Regions from separate parts of the Mus musculus genome. Here regions 1, 2, 3 and 4 are each linked to region 5. A link is a contact called in public HiCAR-type, HiChIP or PLAC-seq and promoter capture Hi-C data. All regions are on one chromosome and are shown on one strand. The core of a region is the stretch at or near the end of the contact, and the rest is flanking DNA. Distances in the headings are between cores, read along the strand shown. Region 1 holds the start of Birc2 (baculoviral IAP repeat-containing 2). Region 2 holds the start of Cntn5 (contactin 5). Region 3 holds the start of Cep126 (centrosomal protein 126). Region 4 holds the start of Yap1 (yes-associated protein 1). Region 5 holds the start of Arhgap42 (Rho GTPase activating protein 42).

Evidence for each region. Promoter capture Hi-C pulls out the DNA fragments that hold promoters and counts their contacts. HiCAR-type assays count read pairs that join an accessible place to other places. HiChIP or PLAC-seq counts read pairs in DNA pulled down with a chosen protein or histone mark.
Region 1: a contact with region 5 is called in a promoter capture Hi-C map of second pharyngeal arch cranial neural crest. The contact joins the promoter of Birc2 here to the promoter of Arhgap42 in region 5. A contact is called at or near these places in 5 of 39 promoter capture datasets (cranial neural crest, embryonic stem cells, frontonasal cranial neural crest and 2 more).
Region 2: a contact with region 5 is called in a HiCAR-type map of astrocytes, with 5 times the contacts expected there. The contact joins the promoter of Cntn5 here to the promoter of Arhgap42 in region 5. A contact is called at or near these places in 1 of 39 promoter capture datasets (hippocampal neurons) and 1 of 115 datasets of contacts at active chromatin or transcription factors (astrocytes).
Region 3: a promoter capture Hi-C map of second pharyngeal arch cranial neural crest shows a contact between it and region 5. The contact joins the promoter of Cep126 here to the promoter of Arhgap42 in region 5. A contact is called at or near these places in 3 of 39 promoter capture datasets (cranial neural crest, hippocampal neurons and second pharyngeal arch cranial neural crest).
Region 4: a contact with region 5 is called in a FOXA1 HiChIP or PLAC-seq map of pancreatic cancer cells. The contact joins the promoter of Yap1 here to the promoter of Arhgap42 in region 5. A contact is called at or near these places in 1 of 39 promoter capture datasets (the 3T3-L1 cell line) and 3 of 115 datasets of contacts at active chromatin or transcription factors (extraembryonic endoderm stem cells, pancreatic cancer cells and stem cell-derived neural progenitor cells).

Annotation. Positions count from the first base shown.
Region 1 is chr9:7,835,664-7,838,363 of GRCm38.p6, reverse strand. Birc2 (baculoviral IAP repeat-containing 2) reads left to right here and starts at 1,307. Exons shown (of 8, transcript NM_007465.3): 1 at 1,307-1,374.
Region 2 is chr9:10,903,466-10,906,165 of GRCm38.p6, reverse strand. Cntn5 (contactin 5) reads left to right here and starts at 1,391. Exons shown (of 25, transcript NM_001170787.1): 1 at 1,391-1,681. It overlaps Gm32710 (a long non-coding RNA gene), which reads right to left and starts at 1,721. Exons shown (of 3, transcript XR_001779092.2): 1 at 1,482-1,721; 2 at 163-397.
Region 3 is chr9:8,133,179-8,135,878 of GRCm38.p6, reverse strand. It overlaps Cep126 (centrosomal protein 126), which reads left to right and starts at 1,433. Exons shown (of 11, transcript NM_001045524.2): 1 at 1,433-1,781. The coding sequence starts at 1,669.
Region 4 is chr9:8,003,328-8,006,027 of GRCm38.p6, reverse strand. It overlaps Yap1 (yes-associated protein 1), which reads left to right and starts at 1,432. Exons shown (of 9, transcript NM_001171147.1): 1 at 1,432-1,913. The coding sequence starts at 1,638.
Region 5 is chr9:9,237,653-9,240,352 of GRCm38.p6, reverse strand. Arhgap42 (Rho GTPase activating protein 42) reads left to right here and starts at 1,326. Exons shown (of 24, transcript NM_001372563.1): 1 at 1,326-1,727. The coding sequence starts at 1,574. The region is part of intron 2 of Gm16833 (predicted gene, 16833); the gene reads right to left.

The DNA.
Region 1 (2,700 bases), core at 58-2,557, 1.4 Mb after region 5:
ACTGCCTGTTCTGTGACTGACCGACTTGCAGCAGAAATGACGGGAAAGAAAATGGGAAACGGTTCAGGGTCCCGGAATTCCCCTGGCAGCCTAATTTAGCGGTCTGTTTTACTTCTAAGTTTTTAAAATATTTGCCCATTTAACATGGAATTCCCCCGGAGAGAAGATCTGATTCATTCGTTAAGACCTTCAAGTCTAAAGTAAATTAAACTGTAGAAACCTCACTGGTAGTAGCCTACATTTCTAATCAGCACACTGGAGGCTGAGGTAGGATGCTAAATCCTCGGCTAGTCTGGGCCCTACAATAAAATCCTTTCTTAAACAAACAAATAAAAAAACTGCAAAACTAACCATAACAAATCATCCAAGCCAAACAGGGCCGCGGGGGTGGGGGTGGGGACATCAGAAAGTCCTACCCTGAATGCTAATGATTTTGCAGCACTTTCGGTACGGGAAAGGCAGCAGAGGGTGGGGGGTGGGGAGACAGACTGCTAGTGAACAATGAAGTCAGGGTTATTTTTCCAGTTTTAAACGTATTCTTCTACAATCTCATCACAGATATATAGTGCGCTTTAATCATACTCTCTCCCATTATACTGTTAACCCTTCAATGCCTTCCTCCAAACTAGTCCGCAGCCTTTTCCTTACTTTTTAAATTTATGGCCTGATGCGCTTAATTTGGGTCGCCTGCAAGAGCACTTTTTAAAAAAAATAATAATTTAAAAATGCATAACTACCTCCTCGCCCCAACTGGGTTTGAATTTCTAGGATTCGAGGTGAGCGCCACCATGCCGGCCTGCCAGAGGAGCCCACTTGTCAAAAATGTTAAAGCCCATCTTACAAAAAAACCAAATTATATTTAATGTACACGCACACGCGTGCATTCCGCTTTACTCAGGCGTTTCGAGGCCAGCTCACGAGCCTGAGCCGCCTTACCTATGACGCCACGTTTGCCTTAGTGCCTGTCTAGGACCCTTGCAGGGTGAGGCCGGAAAATACAGGGAGCTAGGAGGCGCGGCTCAGGGCTGCCGCCATTAAAGGTGCACTGCAGGTTAAAACACATGGCATCAAAGTCCGGAACGCCCAGCGGAGGCAGTGGGGCAAGGACGGACGCTCGGGAAAGCCTAGCCTTATTCGTCCGAGTCCCAGCGGCCCGAACGTTTAGCTTCCAAAGCCCGAGCACGCAGGCGCGAGCGCAGGCGCAGGCGCGCGCGACTGGCCCACAGCCCCACCCCGTCCTCCACGCGTTCCAACTTGCGGTGCGCGTCTGCTGACGTCACCTCAACGGCCCGCTGGCCGCAGGGGCTTTTGGGAAGGCTGCGGATCAACAATCAGGCGCCTCTGCTTCCAGGGCGCCGGGGGCCTGACTCGGTGGTGAGTGCGGCTGCCTTCGTCAGGACGGGCGAGCGTGGCTCTCGACGGCTGGGCGGGCTAGCTGACTCCTCCTTCGGCCCGGAAGGCAGTTCTCAGGGCCGCCCGACCCCCGCTCCCTGCCTAAGTCCTTGGGCTTGGACTTGTATAACAGTTTTGCTTTCTTTTCCTTTCGGTTTATTTTTTCAGTCAACCCAGGCTAGTCTCGAATTTGCGGCAATCCTCCTGCCTCCAATCGTTCTAGGTGCTGGGATTACTGGTGTGCAGCACCTCGGCTGTCTCTTCAGATTTTCTGCAGGTTTTTAAGCTTTAAGCCCGCGGCATTTAATGCCTTTAAACTAAGTTGTGCGGCAGGGGGATGACGGTTGTCACATCAGTTACTACTTGTCCCCAGTAGTCGTGTGAGAGGTTTGGTTTAACTGGGAAAGGTGTTCTCCATTCTTGTCTCTCCAAGCTACGTGTCGCCCCCCTGCAGTGGGCGTAGAGCCGTGTCGGTTGGGTGCTTGCTGGCGTTGTAACAGCTAGTGTAGTTAGGCCACACGGGTAGTGGTAGCTTTGTTCAGGCCACTGCTTTACCGGCACTTGTACTTTTTTGGTTTTGAGATGTTACCTGTGGTGGTTAGGGAATGGTTGTCCTTCACGGATTCCGTTTATGAGCTCTTCCCGGTGCCTTTATCTTGGCTAATTTAGCCCTGGCTAGTTCAAATGTTCTGTCCGGCAGGAGCGTTTCATTCCGCATCTGTCTTCCAAGTGTTGAGATTAAAATTGCAAGTATACCTCGGGAATCCTCAGGAAATATTTATATTTTAATATAATAGAAAATATCGTATATATTATTTATTTTATATTGTATTATAACTTAACATATGTTTATGTGTATAAATATATTTTATATGTACTTATATCTGTATTATATATTTCAATTAAATGTTTTAATAGAATATAAAAGTATATATAATTTTTTTCTTGTGATTAAACTTAGGGTTCTTTACCTGCAAGGCAAGTGCTCTAACATGGAGCTATATCAGTAGCCTTACAGACTACCTTTCCACTATTTATGGTGCCTTTTGTCTCCAGTGAAGTGCATATCAAAATATCTTTAAATCAGAAAACGAAAAGAGCCTGGTGGTAGTGTGGTCCTAGCACTTGGAAGGCTGAAGCAAGAGAATTCCAAAAAGTTTTAAAACCAGCTTGGGTTATATTGACTTTCTAGCCAGCCTAGTCTACAGAATAAGACCCTGTCCCTTAAAAAAAAAAAAAGTTCATGAAGTATAGTACATTTTTTTCTAATAGTAAATAAATAATATATAAAAGGAACAAACTTGAAAA
Region 2 (2,700 bases), core at 142-2,641, 1.7 Mb before region 5:
ATGGAAGGGTAGAGAAGCATTAAATGCAAATACACATTAATTGTCTTTGCTGTGGAGAAAGAAGCGAATCTACATCCTGAGGGTACCCATTCAATAAAGTCTTGATGTTTGCATAACATGTGCAAAGAGCCAAGGACCAGGAAAACGACTAATTTTAATTACCAGGAAAGCTGTAAGAACGGGATCAGAGAGCTCCAGTGGTATCTTGGCTTCCAGCTACTGGCTCTGTGCTCCTTGCCAATTACAGCCTCTCGCAGCCACTGGGGGCAAAAGCCATGCGGAGAGGATCCATCCAGATGAACGCAGGCTTGGGCTGGACGCACACACATGTGAATAGCGTGTGCCTCCTGGTTCAGGTGCAGCCCAAAGCTCACGCAGAGTTCCAAGTGTAGATAGGCTGGCAGAGAAGAGAGTATGTGATTCCAGACTTGTCACGTACAGGTGCAAGCCACATGGAGTTGGAGACAAAATGTATGTAACAAAATGTATTTCATAAATACTGGATTACCACCACACACATGAAACTGGAGCACTCAAAGACAGGGAAAGTGGAGAAACCTGAAGAACAATGACACTAAAGCTGTCACCGCAGATTTACTATCTAGGCAATTTTTTTTTTTTTTCAACTCTGGACATTGTGATTTCCAATGTGATTTTTCTGGACACTGACATTTTCCGAAAAACAAAAACAAAAACAAAAACAAAACAAAAAGCAACAACAACAACAAAAAATAACAAACTGCTATTTCTTTTGCTGTTTCAGAGCTGACTCTAAACCACTACCCCACTCATCACTCCCAAGGACAAGTAATAACACCCCCTATCCCAGCACTCTTAGATGAAACTCGCATGTATACATAAAAAAAGAGAATTGCCTCCCAGTTAGAACCTAACCACACTCTCCCAAGTGCCAGTTCTGCTCTGGAGCCCACATAAGTGAATCTGAGCCTCTGGCTGTCTGAGCTATCAACACAGCCTGGCAATCAGCAGGGACAGTGGCAGGCCAAGGGAGGAAAGGACCCAGACTCTGCCAGCACTGTTAGCTCTCAGTGGAGAGGTGGCCAGGTATGGGAACAGCCTTCATGACTTTGGAGAGAAAAAGATGGGGAGGGAATCGGTTAGCAAGTGATGCCAGGGGAGTACCTTCTAAGAAAAGAAAGAAATCCAAAGCCCTGCTTGAGGCATACAGTCTTTTACAGGCAGGGACATGCTAAATGAGCCTTTGCAGCGCAAAGCAGTGAGGCGCCTGGCGACGGTGACAGCGCGGAGCGGGAGGGGCGCGGGCCACTCTGGGAGAGACCCAGCCAGTCAGGGCGCGCGGCGCGGGGCGCGTGGACGCATTGGAGCATCCGCGCGCGAGCCCGGAGCAGCAGCGGGAGGAGGCGCCCACTTGCACCTGCCTGCATCTCTCAACTACTCCGCCCCACGCAACTGATGGCAGCCAAGTGCCATTAAAGCTGGCAGTCAGGAGGATGCCTCACCTGGGTCCCTTCTGCTGGGAGAGGCAGGGCAAACCAGAGGAAAATTCCCAGTGAAGGACTCAGAACTCTGCGATTTCTCTTCTGTCACAGGCTGTGGAGCACCTAAGGAACTGCTCCACCTGAGGTGTGTCCAGGGCACGAGGATGGAAGATGAGGATTGAGAATCACCAAAATGAACAGAGGCAGCTGGCGTCTCATTGGTAAGTGGCTGGCATTCCTTCGCTGGTGATTGCTGCCTGTGATGCTGCACTTTGGTTCCCAGCCACTTAGGGTTTTTGACACAATCACTTCTGCAAAGCCATCCTTCCTCGTCGTGTTGCCAGAGGTAAAAACTGTTCATTGGTGCATGTTTAAAGACAGGGAAAACAGTGGGTTTTTGTTTGTTTGTTTGTTTTGTTTGTTTGTTTGTTTTTCTCTGCTGGGATTTGATGTTGAAAAGTTGAAGCAAGTGTAAAACCTATTGTATGTTTCATAAAGCCACCGGAAACAGGAGGAAAAAACTAGAAGCAAGTATGCTTTTTGGATGGCAAATGTCAGGAGGGATAAGAATATTTTCTTACCAAAGTAATAAAATGCTTTGGAAGACAAAAATGAAATGGTGTTGTCAGGTCATGGCTGAGAATCTCATAGACCGAATAACTGAGAATACAGACAGAATACCTGGGCATGTAGTGGTGCAATAACTTGTTAAAATGCAGGAGAGATGCAAGCAGAGTTCTGCAAAGTTTGGGAAACTGAGAAAAGTGGAACCTCGAATTATGCTGAGTGATCTCCCCCACGTGTTGTGCATAGATGTTTGCTGAATATATGTTCCCAGTTTCTTATTTTTATAGGGATGTGGGGAGAGTGTTTTCTCAATTTCTATGACTATGATGTTCAGTAAGCTGAGGATTGCTATGACAACCTGAAAATTTTTAGGTTGCTTAAATTTATTTTATTCCAAAAAGAAAAAGAATTCATCAATATTTCAGAATAATTTTATGTAAAATTAGCATAAGTAAGACAAAAGCATGGTAATTGTAGGACAGGTTTGCAAGAGAGCTTTAATAGTACGATGTGTGTGAGGCTTTACCCATACACAGCTCACATGCTTTTATGAAAAGAAGTCATTTAGGTAATTCAGCTCTCTGCTCTGATTCTGAGTCTTAGCCATGAGAAAGAAATGAAAACAGTAGCAAACCTTAAAATAGCAGTGTCATTTAAAAAAGAAACAATGAAT
Region 3 (2,700 bases), core at 184-2,683, 1.1 Mb after region 5:
TTATTTGAATTGCTTTAAGTTCACAAAGTTGAATGGTGGGTGAGTGATCTTTATTTGGTTTGTACATTCTGCTAGCAATTTGGAAATTTTTATACACAAAAATAAAATGTAAATCTAACATCCAGTCAAATTTTGTGATTTTACACTGGGCTCCAACAAAAAGGCCCAGTTTTGGTCCAGATTTTCATTTATATAGCCATTAACCTAGTGGCTCAAAACTGTTTAATTTTCTATACAGAAGCCATTTCAATACACAGATCTCTTTTGGCATACCTTCCCAGGAGATTATTAAGCTAAATCTGGACTTCTTTTCAGGCCATTTTTGCTGTGATGGTCCATTTGCAGATTCTGGCAGCCAATCAAGGACCATAACGATCTTTTGAAGTGGGACAGCAGAGAGAAAATGACCTAAGTATCAAGAAATGGATGAGAGCAAGTGAGGAAAGAAAATTTCCACTTTGCAAAGCTTTTTTATCTTTCTTTTTCTCCTCTTCTCCCTCCTCTTCCTCTTCCTCCTCCTCTTCCTTTCACCTCTACAAGGGAAAGTAGTTTTGAAAAGAGTGATAATGGGAAAGGTCTCACCATCTAAAAGTTCACCACAGGATTCCATACCTAACAAATTATGCCCCAAATAATCATTTCCAGGCTGTCTGTAATATTTGCCCGTATCTAGGAATTTTCCATTCACTGTCTTTCATCTGTTAATACTCTCAAGAAAACACTCAGAAAAGGGAAGAGCCGAATCAAGCTCTAAAGTACAGTTCAGCTATGCTCTCTCACAACTGCGAGTCATCTGCCCAACTCAACTTGCCCTAACTTGCCTCAGTTTACTTCATCTCAGTTTAACCTCAATTCACCTCAGTTTACTTTAGTTAAGTCAGTATAACTCAGCTTACCTCATTTTACCTTCGTAAATGGTAACTCGCTTTAACCTCAGCTTGCATCATCTTACCTCAGTGTACCTCCACTTGTGTCAATTTCTCTCTGCTTAATTAGGTGTAATCTCAGTTTGCTTAAGCTTGATTGAGTAATTCAGTTAAACCTCAGCTCACCTCAAGTTATCTCATCACACCGCGGTGTACCTCAGTTTACCTCAGCTTCCCTCTGCTTAATTAAGTTTAAGCGCAGCTTGCCTCAGTTTACCTCATCTCATCTCAGCATACCCGTTTAATTCCGCTTGCCTCCGTTTATTTCAACTTCTGTTTACCTCAGTTTACCTTGGCTTACTTTGTCTCACCTCGGTGTGCTTCAGTGTACTTAGCTTGCTTTCCTTAGCTTGCTTCCATTTAACTTGGTTTAACCTCGGCTCGCCGCAGTTTACCTCAGCTCGCCTCGGCCGCCCCTTTGAGCGAGCCGGCCCCTCATTGGCCGCTTCCCCCTCGCAGCCCCGCCCCGCGTTCCGCCTAGTTTCCGTCGCGAAGGACGCGGCGTCGGTTGGTTGTCAAGATGGCTGCGGCGGGGTCGCGGCCGCCACCTCCGCCGTCGCCCTGCGAGGTCGCCGCCCTCGCCGCTGCCGTCGCCACTGTCGCCGGGGCCGCTGCGAAGCCAGGATTGCCGCAGCCGAGCCTGCGACGCCCGTGACGCGAGACCTGGGAGACGCACTGCCCGGAGCGCCGAGGAGAGGACGAGGGAGGCCGAGCGGCCATGCGGACGGCGCTGAGGTGAAGGATGCTGGCGGGCAGGCCCGGAGCCCAGAGCGCAGGCGCAGGCGTGGGCGCCGGACCCCCAGACGCGCCGGGCGCCCGTGACGGCGGCGGTCGGCCGCGACCCGGCGCTTACCTGTATCCTTTCCACGCCCTCCCCCTGGAGCACGCAGGCAAGGGCATGGAAACTGGCAAGTCATTTTCAGTGCGGATATTTGCTTTAGCAGTTCTCACCCCACCCCACCCCACCCCACCCCGACCTGAAGTTACACTTTTGTCTCCTACTTTGTGACCTCTTCCCCCTCCTTCCCACCCCCGCACTTCGACTTGGCTGTCAGATTTTTGTGGATTTTTAAATGCATCGGTCCTGTATTGGACGGGCGAAGATTCGCCTTTTTGAATTACAGCGTTACACCCTTTACTTACAGAGACGTCTTAGTCCTGCTCCTTAGAAAGAGAAATTGCCCGAGGCTAAAATCGTGGGCTGTTCCGTTTTACTTGTTAGCCGCACACCCTTCCCAGAGCTGGAGAACCCTAGTTCGTTCTGATCATTTTGTATCCCATCTCTGTCCACTCTGTTGTCACACAGACGAAAGGAAAAGCAGGGGGCACGAATCTTGACAATCTGGATTATTTCTGATTTTCCATGAGAAATCGTTGAATTTCAATTTGATGTTACTATTGGTAACATAAACATTGTGGAAATGTCAATACGCTTTGTTTTTTAAGTACATAAAGCGGGTTTATTCTTCCAGAGAACATTATGATAATTAGAATTTACCCTTCATAGTCTCAGAAGACTGGCTGGTGGTGATGATGTTTGCTCATGTTTTTCTCAGGAAATGGAGTCCCTTCCACCACTACCAGCCTCCCTCCACTTCCTCAGCCCTAGGTCCCACCTTCTGCTAGGATATGCTCTTAACAGTTTTAACAGCAAATCATGAGTTTTCATCAAGGGTCTCCTCTTCGGCTGACCCTCCTCTGGGCTCTAAGAATGCAGGTACGTTAGGGCTCCGTTAATGCCCAAATACTCTCTCCTCAGGAACTTGTCTTCCAT
Region 4 (2,700 bases), core at 183-2,682, 1.2 Mb after region 5:
TGGTTCCTAAGAAGGCTCAGGTTCGAATCCCTGTACCCACGTGGCTGTTCACAACCAGTTGTACTCCAATTCCATGGAATCTAATACCATCTTTTGGACCTCTGTGGAACCAAGGCAAAGACATAAACTCAGGCAAAACACCCAATACAAAATAATTAACTTAAAAAACACGAACAGATTTTTATCATTTTTGGAGTGATTCCAGATAGGCTCCTGATAGATAAAAGACTGACACACAGAGAATCAGGGGCTAAGGTAATCTCCATTGAGGTTCATTTCTTAGTCTACCCTGCATTGTTTACCCTTGTACTAAACACAAGAGGAAAACCCACAATGCTCCATGAGGTTAAACAGTGACTTATGTTTTGAGTTGAAGTTCCCAAAGAAATGTCAAGTTTTGGTGTTAAAAAATTGACTTTTCACTTAAAAAAAAAAAAAGTTTGCTGAGCAAGGTGCCCCACATTTGTTATTTGAGCCCTTTATAGGCTGAGGTAGGGGGAGCAGAAATTTTAAGCTAGCCTCAGTTATGTAGTGAATTGGAGGAAAGCCTTAGCTACATAGGAACCTGACTCAAAACAGCAAAATAGGGTAGTCAACATGAGATGGATGGTTCAGGGTACCTGAGCTCGATTTCTGGGACCCACAACCAAGAAGAAAACAGATCCCACAAATGGTCCTCTGACCTTCACCTGTGCTCACTTGTACATAATTAGAAACACAAAAAGGAAGAAAAAGGAAGGAGAGGGAGAAAGGGGGAGCGGAAGGAAGGAAGAAAGAAAAGAAAAAAAAGAAAAAAGAAAAGAAAAAGGACGAACCTATGAACCTACAAAAACCGGGCTAGCAGAGGCCCTGGCTTGGAATCCTAGCTGTCTGTGGAAGCTGTGGCACAAAGAGTTGGAGGATATCCTTGACTACAGAGTAAAGCCTGTTTAAAACAAAATTTAAAAAGTAATACTGTTTCCTTTTGTAAGGTACTCCCAGTGCAACTCCTGGTTTCCAAGCTTCACTTTGAAATCATTTGCACCCGCCCTCAAGTGTTTTGTTGTTTCTTCTTCAAACTTGGTGGTAAATGGAATCAATGTTAAAACGCGGACCGGATTAACCTTAGTGCGGGTGAACAGTGTGGCCTTTGCATCCACCCTACCAAGCCGGTTGTCCCGATTCCTCGCGGCCTTGGCGTTGCGCGCGGGTCCGGCAGGATCTGCGCCCGCAGCCGAGCGGCTCGGGGCCGGCCGGTGGGTGCGCACGCAGCGCGGTCGCCCCCGGGTCACGTGCGGCCGGGAGTCTGCAGGAATGTAGCGACGCGCAGGGAAAGTTTCCCCGGGGGCCGCGGGCCGCGGATTCGGTGCGGGCGGGCGCGCAGAGGAAGGAAGAGCGTCGAGGAGGCGGAGCCCGCGAGGCGCGCGGGCGGGCGCTCCTCGCAACTTTTTAGTTTGGGCGTCTGGAGCCAAAGTTTCTGTCTCAGTTGGGACGCCGCCGCGGCCGGGGGCAAAGAAAGGGAGGAAGGAAGGAGCTCGCGGAGGGGAGGGGAGGAGAGGGGAGGCGGCCTCGGGCAAGGAGTGCAGGGCGATGCGGGCGCGCGTCGCAGCCCCCCGAACCTGAGCGCAGTGCCCCGAGCGTCGAACGAGGCCGCAGCCATGGAGCCCGCGCAACAGCCGCCGCCCCAGCCGGCCCCGCAAGGCCCCGCGCCGCCGTCCGTGTCTCCGGCCGGGACCCCCGCGGCCCCGCCCGCACCCCCGGCCGGCCACCAGGTCGTGCACGTCCGCGGGGACTCGGAGACCGACTTGGAGGCGCTCTTCAATGCCGTCATGAACCCCAAGACGGCCAACGTGCCTCAGACCGTGCCCATGCGGCTTCGCAAGCTGCCCGACTCCTTCTTCAAGCCGCCTGAGCCCAAGTCCCACTCGCGACAGGTAAGGGTATCCCGGGGGCGCGGGGCCGCGTGGGGGTGCGGTGCTGGGGGTTGTTTTCGCGGAGTTGGCCGCAGGGGGGGTGCACAATGCGCGCGCCTCCGCTCCGCACCTTCGCTCTGACGAGGGGGAGGGGAGGAGGGGGAGGGGGCCGGCGTCTTGTGCGGGACCCCAGCCGGGGGTACCCGATCTCCCCTTCCCGCGCCACTGCAGTCTCCGGTGGAGCTGTGTTAACTGCCCTCTTGTTTTCGCGTGCCGGTGAGGGGTGGGGGTTGAACTGGTCCATTGAGTTTCTGGTTCCTTCTCCCGGTCCCCTCCCCCTCCCTCTCCCGAAAGCTTTTCTGTTCTCGCGGCCCAGGCGCTCTCCGGATGCAGGGTTCGGGCTCCCCAGCCCGAGCGAAGCTCCCTCGACCCCCCACTCGCCTCCGCCGTGCCCTGGAACTCGCGCGGGCGGGATCCTTTCACACTCGGTGGGCTCACGTGTCCTTTTCCTAAATCGTAACCTATTATTTACTGTTCGGCCCGAAAGCTTTTAAATGAGCCACGTCTGTGTGTTGCGCAGGAGCTCGGCTGCGCTCACGGTGCAGAGGTTTCTGCGCCGGCCTTTGATAGCGCGTTGCAGGTTGACTCATAGGCCGAGTTCTGCCCGGCTCAACTGTGATTAAAGGTAATGTTTGGGAAGCAATGACTAATTCCAAGCTCGCCATTGCTCTTTAACTGACTGCGGATGTGAACATGGCTGCTTATCCGTATCCACGACGCCTGGTTATTTTCCCAACTGGATCCAGCA
Region 5 (2,700 bases), core at 77-2,576:
ATCAAGCATACTGTTTACATGGTTTTGTCTGTTTTAAAGTTTACATGCTATTTTTGCTTTTTGTTTTGTTTTGTTGTTTTGTTTGTTTGGTTTTTCGAGACAGGGTTTTTCTGGGTAGCCCTGGCTGTCCTGGAACTCACTCTGTAGACCAGGCTGGCCTCGAACTCAGAAATCCACCTGCCTCTGCCTTCCGAGTGCTGGGATTAAAGGCATGCACCACCATTCCTGGCTGTTTACATGCTACTTTTAATGTTATTGTATGGCTGAAAAAAATTGCAGCTAAAGGTTCCTGAAATTTAATTGGGAAAAAATGTAAAGCACTTCAGTGGATTTTCCCATGATTTGTACAAGTTTCTTTTTTCCTTCCTTCCTTTCTTTTTTAAAAACAGATGGTTCAAATATACAAAGCAGTGGAAATGTAGAAATTAAAAACAGATCCTTAAGAAAAGTAACGGAGTTCTCAAAAAAGCTACAGGTGAGTGCAGGATGACATAAAATAGTAGGTTATTTTGTTGTCAGGGTTTCAACAGAACGCACATTTATTAGGTCAACCTCTGCTAATTGACTCTTTGCAGGAATTCATATATATATATTCATCTCAGAGACAGTGTTTCTCTGTGTAGTCCATGTTGGCCTTGAACTCTTGGCAATTCTCCTGCTTCAGCCAGTTGAATGCAGGTATTACCTACCACCACCACCAAAGGAATTAATGATTCCTTTGAAATGCTTGATCAGGTCAAGTCGATGAAAGTCTCTGAACTTGTAGGTCCACCCACCCAGGTGTCAATTAGAGACACTAAAACAGGGGTATATAACATGTGAAATGAGTTAATAAAATCAATTCCCCTTTCTTACAGACTGAGGGATAACACCCAACACACCTCACTGATGGGTCAATGCAGCGGGGTTGGGAGTCAGGCGGGACATCCTTTCTATTTTGGACTTATGGGCAGGACCCTGAAGTGAAACTTGAACCGGCTGGGAAGTGGTAGTTCCCGCAGGGGTTAACGTGGGAGTCAGACTGTTCCTGAGGGGGACGCTGGGGGTTGGAGATGGTTTGGGGCGCACAGGGCCTGGCGCTCTCAGTGGGCCCAGACGGGGACGGGTAGGAATCGGGTGAGGCTACAACACAGCAGTGCTGGGTGCGGGGAGCAAAGTGCGCACCGCAGGGACCGGGCGGGGACCGGGCGGGGACAGCGAGGGGCGGGGAGGGTGGAGGAGGGTCTGCCCGGGAGCTGCAGGCCGGCCCGCGTGCGCTCCGCACAGGGGGCGGGTTTCCCTACGGGCCCGAGTCGCCGTGAGGCGCCGCCAGCTAAGCGCGCGCCACTGTCCCCAGGGTCAGCGAGTGACGCTGTCAGAAGACTCCTCTGCGCTACAGCTTGTAGCCTCGCCACCCCCACGGTGCGAGCGAGCGACGATGCGAGCCGGTGACAGCGCCCGGAGCCTCCGCCCGGCCTCGGGGCAGCTGCACTGAGCCCGGCGCGCGGGGCCCAGTCCTCCGCTCTCCCCAGCGCTCCCCCGCGTTCGCAGTGTCCCCGCACCCGCCGCAGCTAGCGGCCGCCGCGCCTGGGCCATGGGGCTGCCCACTCTGGAGTTCAGCGATTCGTATTTGGACAGCCCGGATTTTAGGGAGCGATTGCAGTGTCACGAGATCGAGCTGGAGAGAACCAACAAGTTCATCAAAGAGCTGCTGAAGGATGGCTCTCTGCTCATCGGGGCGCTGAGAAGTGAGTGACGGGCCCCCAAGTGTGCAAGACCCCATGGGGTGCGGGACCCTGGTTGGGAAGCCCCAGACCGAACTTCTTTTGTTTGAATGGATTGGGGACAAAAGCTGAAGAGCTCCCCTGCTGGTGGCCAACAAAGTCTGTTCTTAGTGGTGCGGATTTACTTCCCAGGCAACACTGGGGAGGAAAAGTTTCCCCTACAGCCCTTGAGAGTCAACTTTTGAGACTTGTCAGTGAAAAGTTGGTAGAGACTTTCACTTTTGTTTGTTGTTGCTAAAGTTTCGGTGCCTGGTTGTTGTTGTTGTTGTTTTTGGTGGGGGGTTGGTTTTGTTGTTGTTGTTTTAAATTGTTTTGATTTTTCGTTTTAAGGTGGTGGAGAGAGCCACGCCAGTCAGGGCAACAGAGTGAGACCCTGTCTCATAAACAAAACAAACAAACCAAACAACAACAACAACAAATCAAAGCAAGCCAAACTCTCTGGGAAGAGTGGAAACAAGGGAGTCTGGAGAGTTAAAGTGAAGCTAGTGAATTTAATAATACTTTAGGAAAAGTAATTTCATACAACAATGACTCGTCATTGATTTGACCTTTTAAAAATACACGTCTGCAGTTTGGCCATTGGTAAGCTGTTTGGACCCAATAGGGTACCCGTGTATTTTAAAGCCCTTGTGAGTGTTCTGTTCGTATTAAATTTTGGCTTGCATCGTGTGGTGTGCAGTGTTGGTCATTGGTGAGAGCTCAGGTCTACATTCAGTCAGACCTGGTAGATGTCAGTATCTTTCCCACACTTCTCCCTTCAGGATATTCTTTACTCGTTTCTCCTTTAGAACTTCCCCTTCCATTATTACAACTCAAGCTTTCTCATACTGAGAACCAAGTGGATTACTTAGTACACGCTAAACGTTAACCATTGCCTTTCCCAGAATCCACTTGTGTCTTACATGGAAAATTGGGAAGGCTTCAGCTTCTGAAAAGA